Linked DNA regions of Mus musculus: region 1 is linked to region 2. Evidence: chromatin contacts called from public promoter capture Hi-C data. All regions are on one chromosome and are shown on one strand. The core of a region is the stretch at or near the end of the contact, and the rest is flanking DNA. Distances in the headings are between cores, read along the strand shown.

Region 1 (5,408 bases), core at 2,145-4,644, 250 kb before region 2:
CAGCTACAGTGCACGCACATAAAATAAATAACTCTTAAAAAAAAAAAAAAAAAAAAAAAAAAAAAGGGGGCTGGTGAGATGGCTCAGTGGGTAAGAGCACCTGACTGCTCTTCTGAAGGTCCAGAGTTCAAATCCCAGCAACCACATGGTGGCTCACAACCATCCCTAACAAGATCTGACTCCCTCTTCTGGTGTGTCTGAAGACAGCTACAGTGTACTTACATATAATAATAAATAAATCTTTAAAAAAAAAAAAAAAAAGTTTACTAGAAGACCCATAAAATGTACTGTTATTTTTAGAGATTTTAGTTTAATGTTCCCATAGTCTAATGGGTAATCAAAATTTCACATACAGCAACTTTTTCGGACAAGCAAATAACCAGTTGAGACTAAATGCACATTTCTTCCTCAAAGCAGGTTTTCTCTTTTAAAACTACCCTTTTCTTATGCATGTTTACTTTATTGAGTACTAACAAAATTTCAAACAAACAAAATCTAATTATTCTTTCTCTTTTGAGTCACTATCGCTGCCTTCAAATGTCCTAATGTAACTTTTTACCACTTCAACTCTGTAAACCCCTTTTGAACTTCACAATAGTCTAAAAATTAAATAAATAAAATCAACATTCATATTCTCAATGAAGGTATTTTAAACCAATTCATTCCAAATTATGGGTATAAGTGATAGCCTCTTTGATTTACCTAGAGGTAGTTTTGCTTTTAATATTTTGAACCTAAACACTGTGTTGTAAAGTTTGGAAATAAGAAAGTTAAAATGAACGTTCTCACAGGATAAGAAAAGCTACAAGCATATATCCCAAGAGAAGGAGACTTGGCAGGTGGAGCCTGGCACCGTTCCCACTCCTCAGCCACATAATCAGACTTTGAATCATCTCATTTAAGCATGATTTTCTAAATCACAAAGCTTGTGCACAGAGTTTCAGGTTAACTCTAAACCTAGAGTGCCCTGTAGGCTCCCTACCATAGTCCAGAAATTGATTTCACTTTATGCCTCTGAACCCATATATTTCCCCGAAATCTACCCTCTGAAAACGTTTTCTTTCCCTGTGTGTGATTGTTTTGTATGTGTGTGAAATTCTAAGTTTCACACACTAGAGATCAGTAGTAACCAAGGTACTTTTGTGAGACTCAGGTGTGTAGAGTGGGAGTTTGAAGGGAATGAACAGAGGATGCATAAGTTCCATAACACTACATCTAACTCCCAAGCCAAACAGATTTTATCCATGTCACAATGTCCACAAGACAACTGAGACTCATTTTAATGTGGGGGTGGGGGTGGGGTGTGTGTGGAGAAGGTAGCCTACAAGCTTCTGGCCTACCATGCTAAACTTACATAAATCAGATTTGTATCCTTAGGGGTTAAAATGATTAAAACGTTAGATTTTAAAAGTGTTACATTCGAACAAAACTACTAAATTTAGGAAACAATGTAAAATTCAACTTCTAATTATGCTCTTCCAAACAACTATTGACTTTAAATAGTTGCACTACATAAAAGTTGTTCAACTGCTCATAAATTGAAAACGGATCTCACTTAGGTACCAACTTACATTTACAACGCACATATTTAAAAATTCAATTCAGCACGGATCTGAGTATCACATTGCTGATGCTGTAATTGTTTAGTAACCTGCGGTTTTCATACCTTTCTGAAAATTAGGTCAGCCAAAACTTAGTGACAAATAGCCTAACTATGTAATAGTAAAAGAGAAACCAATTAAATTGCTTAAATTCTAGCATCGGTTTTACCACAGCTGTGTGTGCGGACAATCAAGGGCATTATCAGCACACCATGGTAATAAGCAGAGATCTAAAGGGTTTAACCAAACCAAAACCAGTGTTTCACATATCTAGCAAGGGCAAGGTCAACCAACCTCTAGTCTCTTTTCAAGACCACCACCACTCTGACATCAATTAGTACTGTCTCTCTGAATGCAGTGTGTGGGGGGGGATCTTAAAACTCAGAATTCTGTAATTTTTACAGATGTCCAGGAGCAACAAAAACCGGACGGGGGCTAGCCCATTCACCCCTTACTTTTTCAAGTTAATTCTCTTATCTACTCGGAACTCAAGGCACGGGAGGAAAAAAAAAAAAAAGCCAGGCTGAAAGCAAAGAATTCTGACCCCATGCTCTTTCTAAGCCTGGAAATAATAATTTCCAGGTGCGGCGCGGACAGACGTGAGCTCCCCGACTCTCCAACCATCCCAGCAGAGCTCTCCAGAGTCCAAGAGCAGCCAAGAAAAGGACTGGAGTCCGTGATGTGTGGGGGAGACCCGGAGCTAAAGTTACCAGATATCTACACTCAAACCCAACAAGTCTTTAAGTTTTCAGAAATCAATTACCACAGGACTGTAAATTCTGACACTTGGTAAAGACCAACAGGCTTTCCGGAACTCCACTAAACAACAACCTTTAAAGCAGGGGTGGGGGGTGGGGGAGCGGGGACGCCACAGCTGCCGGAGTGCTGGGGGACGCTCCAACAGATTGGCTCGGCGGCAATGGGGGCAGAGAGGCAGGCAAGTCTGGGCTCCGCCAGGGAGCTCCAGGCCTGGCGCGCGGCTGTGGGTGCCACGCGGGGACTGGGGTGCAGTGGAGACTGTCCGCGCGCGGCTCCAACTCGAGAGCGAGGGTCGCTCGGGGTAAGTCGGGACCGGCTGGGGTCGCTCGGGGGTAGTTAGTTGGGACGGGACCGCCGTCGCTCCCTCGGAGGGAGTCGGGACTGGCCGGGGTCGCTCGGGGGAAGTCGGGACCGGTCCGGGGTCGCTCGGCGGCAGTCGCGCCAGTTCCAGGGTCACTATAGGGAGGGTGATCAGGATGGTTCTGGGTTCGCCCGGGGTTAGTTGGGACCGGACGGTGGTCGTTCGGAGGGAGTCGGGACGGGGCCAGGGTCGCTCGGGGAGAATCGGGACTAGATCCGGGCCTCTCTGGGGAAGTCGGGACCGGACAGGGGCCGCTCGGGGGAAGTCGGGACGCCGGCGCCTACTTACTCGGCTGTACCAGATGCTGAGGCGGGCCGGGGCCAGCACGGCGAAGAACGCTCTCCGAGGGTCAGACTGGACGTGGAGCGGCGCCTCGGCCGGGCTCCGCGGCGCGCAGAGCAGCCTCTTGGGCCAGCCGCTCAGGAAATACATGGTCCGCGCGCGGCCCCGACAGCCCCCCGGCGGCCCCGGCCGTGTCTGTCACGCTCGGCGGCCCCGGGCCAGGCGCCCACCTCCCACACCGCCACCGGCCGAGTCGGCGGCGGCGACAGCGGCAACTCGGGGCATCTGCCCGGGGGCCGGGCCGGGCCGGGCCGACGCGATGCTGCGCGACGCAGTCTGGGACGCTGACCGGCCGAGGGTGGGGGAGGCGGGCGGCCAGTGGGCCCGCGGCGGGAGGAGCCGAGGCCGGCCCGCCCCGCTCGCCGCTCGCGTCAGCACGCCGCACGGCGCGGGGAGGCTCCGCCCGGCTCCCTCGGACCGCCCCGCGTCAGAACGCAGGCCGCGGGGCAGGACGTCGAGGGCTCGGGACGCCTTGCTGGCTGGCGACCTGGCGCGTGGAGCTGGGGACCGGGATGAGGCGACAGGCTCAGTCAGTGACAATCGGAGCGGCCGGGCCCACTTGCACGATCCCTGGATTGGCGCGACCTCCGGGGTTGAAGGGGGCGGGGCGAGCGGAGCGCGCGTCACGTGACTCCCGGGCTGCGCTTGGAGCTGGGTCTCTGCGACTCCAAGGCTTGGGGTTCGAGTCTGTACCCACAAATCCTTTGTGTGCTGCGGTTTAAAGTGAGAGCTGGTGATGTCCCTGGCCGTACAGAGCTTACATTCTAGGCAGGCTCTTTATTCAGTCACTAAAGTGCTTCAGTCTTGTCTGCCTGTTTAGTTATTAATGCTAGGCGAAGCCAGATGGGGTCTTTTGCAGCCCCAGTAAACTGTTCAGGAAAAGAAATGGACTTAGGTTTTGTGTTGATCCAGACTGGAGATACCGTATTGATGTTTTTAATTTGGGGGTTGGGAGGAATGAAGGGGTGCTCAACTTTTGGACCTGGAACCTTAAAAATAGCTGCAGCTTTTTGTAACTCTTTCAAAGTTTAAAAGTAACAACAAAGTAACAATCCGGATTTTAATAACAATGTAACTTTCCGTAATTGTTCTAACGCTTGCTTTTCGAAGACGTTGACTAAAGTCCCAGCTCACTAGCCTTTTGTTTCCAGAGGATCTCCTAGAATCTCTGTCCTGGTGTGTCCCACAGGCCAACACAGCATTCCTGGGATATTTTAAGCAGAGCAGACCTGAAAACTATTTTTCAGATTTTCATCTGTGTGGACGGAATCTTGATGATCCGAGTTACACCCGCTGGATAAATCAAGAGGTCCAGAGAGGTCTCTGCCTTGCCAATATAAAATCATAGAAGAACTTCGTTGTCTAGTACTTTTCAGACAGAGTTGTACACGTGGCAGAGGAAGTGAAAATGTGCTGCAATTCCATTGAGAATGTTTGCTCTACCTCTACTTCAGTGTGTTCATGTGCCTCACCAGTGTGTCTGCAATCATGGGCAGTGTAGATGTTTCTAAGTAATTTTTAATTGTTTTTTTTTTTGACCTCACTTACTGGTGAGCTTCTGGGTGGGATTCTCCTCCTGTGATCTTTTGTAGCAGCTAAGGTCTACAAAAAAATTAAGAGGATGCTTTGATTTAATTCCACAGAAAACCACAGATGATGGTGCTGGATCATCGCTAGTTAAAGTGCTGGATATGCCCAAGGTCACATGGCCTAAGAAAAACTGCTCTCCCTTCCAAGGACCCAGCAGTCTTTAGACCAGCTCAAGGTGAAGTGTGAGAGTGGCCTGAACATGGACAGGAGGAGGAGACCCTCTGGTCCTTTCTCACTTGGGAGTGATGGGTAAAATATCTCACTGTAAATCTCCCTAAGTGTTACCCACTGTGACTGAAACGTTATATAATATAGACCGACCTGAGGTTCAAAGATCATACTTTAACATTGTGAAATGTGCTAACAATTCCAGTGCTCAAATCTTCTGTCCCCCCGTACCCCCCCCCCATCACCACTTTCTCCCTCCATCACCACTCCAGCCAAACTCTCTGGATGACTTTGAACCTCACGTAAACTGGTAAAAGTAGGTACATATTTGGTTCTATCAGACTTAACTTTTTTATTACAAGAGTACTCTTGATCAGGGTGCATGGAAACAAGTACCTCTATAAACCATGTATTGGAGGATAAGTTGATACAATTTCTATAAAGACTAGTGCCATTATGTGGTCTATGCATGGAGAAAGAGACAGATATCCAGACCCTCCTATATTATTTTGTAAGGAGACACAGAGTTTTAGCCTTAAATCATACCTCATAAGCCAGGCATGATGGATACCTATTGTATTTGGCTA
Region 2 (5,106 bases), core at 1,996-4,495:
CGTAAGTAACTCTAAACTCAAAGCACACAGCCCACCTTGGAGTAATAAGTAATAGGATGGAGAAGAGAAGCAATCAAGGGAAACTGAAGTGAGGTAGATATAAAAGTCAGCAAAGATCTTAAGTCCAGCAACACTAGTAAGGCATCGAAAAGTGAAATCTACTGTGCACACAAATAATTCCTCCTTTTAAGAAAATGAACACTAAAATGTACCGTTCAAAGAAAAATTAAGTACACTCACTTTTGAAACTAAAAGCTTTGAGATGTAATTTATCTACATACAGTCTGCACGTTAAAGTGCTGTGTGGTCTGTAGTATTCAATGTGGTACCAATATCACCACAATTTGATTTCACATTTTTATTCTGTCTCCATAGGTATTAGCAATCAAACTCAAGTCACCCTGTTAACCTCTAGCTACAAGCTACAACCTTCACAAGTTCTATTCTACTCACTTTATACTCAAAAGAATGGCTGTGGTATGTTGTCTTTTTATGTGATCACATTTAGTTAGTACACTGCAAGTTTTATCAACACTGTGGCATGTACTTTATTCCTAATGAATTAGCACAGGACTGTATGATGTGCATATCTTATTCATTCATTCATTACTTTAAATGATGAGTTGTTTCTGTTCTTATGCTAACGTGAATAACACTCTGTGAAGAATGTTTTTGTAGATTCATGTTGGCAACACTGTATTTATCTTTGGGAGAAATGGCCAATCTTTTCCAAAAGTGCCATTACCATTTCCTATTCTCACTGACAGTGTGTGAGCATTCTAATTAGTACAAATAATTTTCAACATTGTTGCCTGTCTACTTTTGCCATCCTAGTGGATTGGTTGTTAACCTCTAGCACATCTGATTTATGCCTCTCACAGGACTAATGATGTTGGGTATCTTTTCAAATGCCTATTAGCTATTTGCATGCCAAACATTTCTTTGGAGAAGTTTTTACTCAAGTCCTTCGCCTTGAACATACATGAAATCTGATATCCAAAAAGGCTCAATGTACCATGGATACTTAGTTATATTTTCATTTTCCAAGTAGGTCTCTAATTTATTCATTGTTCTGGTTAAGATTTTGTTTTTTTTTTCCAATTGACACAAGCTACCATTATGTTGTGAATGGAAATGTCAATTATAAATTGCCTCCGTAAGACTGGTCTGTAGTCAAGTAATTTCTGATTAGTGATCAATATGGAAGGGTCTAGCCCACTGTGTATGCTACCACCTTTGGATAGGTGAGTCTAGGTTGTATTAAAATTTTATCTGGGGCTGGTGAGATGGCTCAGTGGTTAAGAGCGCCAACTGCTCTTCCGAAGGTCCTGAGTTCAAATCCCAGCAACCACATGGTGGCTCACAACCATCCCTAACAAAATCTGATGCCCTCTTCTGGAGTGACTGAAGACAGCTACAGTGTACTTACATATAGTAAAGAAAGAAAAAATAATAAAAAATAAAATAAAAAGTTATCTGAGCAAGACAGGAGAGGTAAGCTGGTTTCTTCATGGTCTCTACATCAGTTCCTGACTCTAGGAGTTCCTCCTTTGAGTTTCTGCTCCATCTTCCCTTCAGGATGGATTGTAAACTGTAGGATGAAATAAACCCTTTCCTACCCCAGGTTGCTTTTGGTCATGTTTATTATAATGCTAAAAAGGAAACTCTGAGCTGGGCGGTGGTGGCACACGCCTTTAATCCTAGCACTCGGGAGGCAGAGGCAGGCGAATTTCTGAGTTCGAGGCCAGCCTGGTCTACAAAGTGAGTTCCAGGACAGCCAGGGCTATACAGAAAAACCCTGTCTCAAAAAAAAAAAAAAAAAAAAAAAAAAAAAAAAAAAAAAAAAGGCAAACTCTGACACCCACACCCACATTGTTTCTTATTTTTTACTTATTTAGATTATCCCCAAATAGTTAAAGCTATAAAATTATTTTATGAAAGCTTCATTATTTTGTTACAACTGGCTACTTTATGTAAAAAGGCCATTACTTTTGTTTTCTTCTAAAATAAATATGCATATGTATTTTGTGTTTAGGCCAGAAGAGGGCATTAGACCCCCCCTGGAACATTTGTGAGCTGCCATGTAGGTACTAGGAATGGAACCTGGGTCCTCTAGAAAGGGTAGCCAGGGCTTTTAAACCTCCAAGCCATTCCTCCAGCTCATTCCCCTGCCTTTCCTATGTTCACCACTTAGACCCTGAACTCTTTTACTAACATTGTTTTACCTTAAAAGCAGAAAACCCAAACACATGCATCTACATATTTTATACAGACCAAGGAGAAGAAAATAAGTAATGAAATATGAAAATTTACTAAGAACGCATTAAGTACTAATAATGTCACCACTCTGCCTAGCACATTTAACACCCTGGGTTTGATTTCAGCAAAACCAACTGGGTGTGGTGGCCACGCCTGTGATCTCAGAATGACTGGGGGTTAAGAGGCAGGTTCAAGGTCAGTCCCCGCTAGTCAGTGAGGTCAGAGGAAGTCTGTTGTACCTGTCTCAACAAATAAAAATCAATAAGACAGACCATCAAATAATGACAGTAAATACTACACATATTATCTCTACAATGAGGTAAAAGCAAGCTGGTGAGAAGGCAGTTTATGAAGAAAGCTAGGTCTGAGTTCAAACTTTTCCAAGCGGTAAGAGCATGAACAACTATGAGTAATACGTCACATCAGATTCTTTATATATTACAGGGAATTCTGAATGTTTCATTAAGTCATAAGAAAATTAAATAACATGTAAGTGCTTGGAAATTTACAGCTATCTGTAAAACCAAAATTATTTGCTATTCCTTTATACAGAAAAAAAATCTGGATTTTTATTTTCTGAATATTAATATTTTTCACATTGCCATATATAGCTAAATACATTAACTTATAAACAAAAACTTTCAACTTTAAAATTTTATTTGTAAAAAAAAAATTGTTAAGATTGCTTTTTATTGCACACACATCACATCTCCTGGGAAACTGGCAATATTCCAGACACTAAGGACTGATTGCAGGCTATTTTCACCTGTTCTTTTTTTAAAATTCTTAATTATAATCAAAAGTCATGAAGTGGCATCCCAACAGAACAAAACATCGTAGCTATCACCTTACAGAGCCAACAGTTTCTCTGGCTTTATCTTTTGCTAATACGCGAGTCACTTGGCGTCAGGAAGTACCTTATCCTGTAGAGTATGTCATGCCTGGTTGACTCGTCTATGTGGAAGACATGATTGGGTGGGTACCAGATCCTTTCGGTTTCACTCATTAACGCAAACATATTATGATACACAGGCGTAATACCTAGAAAGGAAGCATAAAAGGGACTGATTATAGCTAGCTAGCAGAGCATTTACATAACATGCACAATCTGCGTGACGTGATACCTAGCCGGTGAGTCATAAGGAACTGACTGCAGATGCAAAGGGCAGAACATTTACATAACACAATCTGGGAGCCCTGGTGACAGCTCTAACAGTCAGCAGAAACTCCAGTCGCAGGTGAAATACCGTGGGAAAACACTCCCTAAAACTAAGTTTTAATCAAATACTCCTCTCTATATATTGTAAAAAATAATACTGGCATTCTTACATGAAGATAAAAGTACAGTTTATCCAGCTTTTAACTGTCTTCTAAAGAGAGTTTCCAAGTAACTCTTAAACCCTGAGGGAAAAACTATCTTGTATGAGTATGCACAAGTATACATGTGTATATTTTAATTGATACTAATTATCAAATCACTGAGATAATAACAAGCCACTGGATACTTTTATAAGAATGAAAACTTTTCATATTAAAATGAGAAATTTTACACACTATACTAATAATTATATTTGATGCACCATTTAAAAAAAAAATGTAAAGGCCCACTGAGCCATCTCACTAGCCCCTTACAGGTTAAATGACAACTGAGCTATCTCTCTGCCCCCAAATACTTTTTCCATCCTTTCCCCTTTTTGTAATAGGGTCTTATGTAGTCCAAGCTGACCTCAAACCCCTTATGCAAATGAAGCTGACATTAAGCTCTGACAGGGCAGCCTCCGTGTCTCAACTGCTAGGATTACAAGAGTGTAGCACCGCATCAGCATCTTTTTCAGGCACTTCGCAGAAGTAAGGACAGAGCTCAGTGTGGAGTGCATGTCTGGGGGGTGTGAGCTGTCAGGTTCAATTTCAAGTACGAGAGAAAGAAAAAACACTAGGGGGCAGATATGTTAAGAAACACATAAAATGTTAAAGGAGGGCTGCAGAGCTAGCTCGTCAGTTAAGATTCATAGTGCGCTTGCAAAGGACCTAAGACAGCTGACAGCATCCACCCTGTGCAGCTCACAGCCACCTCTAACTCTATCTATCAGGCAGGAACTGACTGATGACTCTGGCCTCCTCAGGCATGCACATGTACACACCTACACAGCAGCTTACAACTATCTTTCACTCTAGTTCCAAGGAATCCAATGCCCTCTTCTGATCTCCTTGAGCACCAGGCATGCATGTGATACACATACATACATGCAGGCAAAACAGTCACACACATAAAATAAATATAAAAGATATTTGTAAAGGTTGAAGGGCAATGGTCTAAAAAAGTACATAGAACATAGCAATATAATAGTATATATTATTTTTCAAGTATATTTTAAACCATCCACACACATCCATATATGTACATGAACGCACCAAATAATCCCCTGGGACTCAAAACAAGTCTTCACACACCACCTTTTCTAGCATTTCAATTAAATCAGAATTGAGTACATAAAAATAAATCCTATATTGAAGCCTATATTTCATGAGAATATTTTTATTATAACAATATATTCATTTATTTCCACTTTATACATAAATGGGATAAACTGATAGGATTTAAATTATAATTTGAAACTCAATTCAACTCTCTGTAGGTTTGTAGTAATTTATAAATTATAAATGTTATTCAGTAGCAGCTTTTTAAAGGTACCCTTTATTCCTTATGTATTTACAAATACTTCAATATGCCTCATAGGTCAAAGAAAGATCTGCGACAAATTCAACTGCAAGTATTTATAAATATCTCATGTCAAAGGAAAAATTATTAATGAAATTTAAATGTACTCATAGGAAAAATTATATGTA

The links. Promoter capture Hi-C pulls out the DNA fragments that hold promoters and counts their contacts.
Region 1: a promoter capture Hi-C map of pre-B cells shows a contact between it and region 2. A contact is called at or near these places in 7 of 39 promoter capture datasets (the C10 cell line, the HPC-7 cell line, HPC-7-derived erythroid cells and 3 more), 3 of 484 Hi-C or Micro-C datasets (bone marrow-derived macrophages, embryonic stem cells and nephron progenitors), 3 of 130 datasets of targeted methods (double positive thymocytes, epiblast stem cells and large pre-B cells) and 3 of 9 other capture datasets (adipose tissue, liver and pancreatic islet).

The regions. Positions count from the first base shown.
Region 1 is chr19:29,520,268-29,525,675 of GRCm38.p6, reverse strand. It overlaps Ric1 (RAB6A GEF complex partner 1), which reads right to left and starts at 3,394. Exons shown (of 26, transcript NM_001081319.1): 1 at 3,010-3,394. The coding sequence starts at 3,153. A930007I19Rik (RIKEN cDNA A930007I19 gene) reads left to right here and starts at 3,689. Exons shown (of 4, transcript NR_015567.3): 1 at 3,689-3,786; 2 at 4,707-4,828.
Region 2 is chr19:29,269,545-29,274,650 of GRCm38.p6, reverse strand. Jak2 (Janus kinase 2) reads right to left here. Exons shown (of 25, transcript NM_008413.4): 4 at 3,177-3,300. Among named protein-coding and RNA genes, the nearest start is that of Jak2, 20 kb to the right of the region's middle.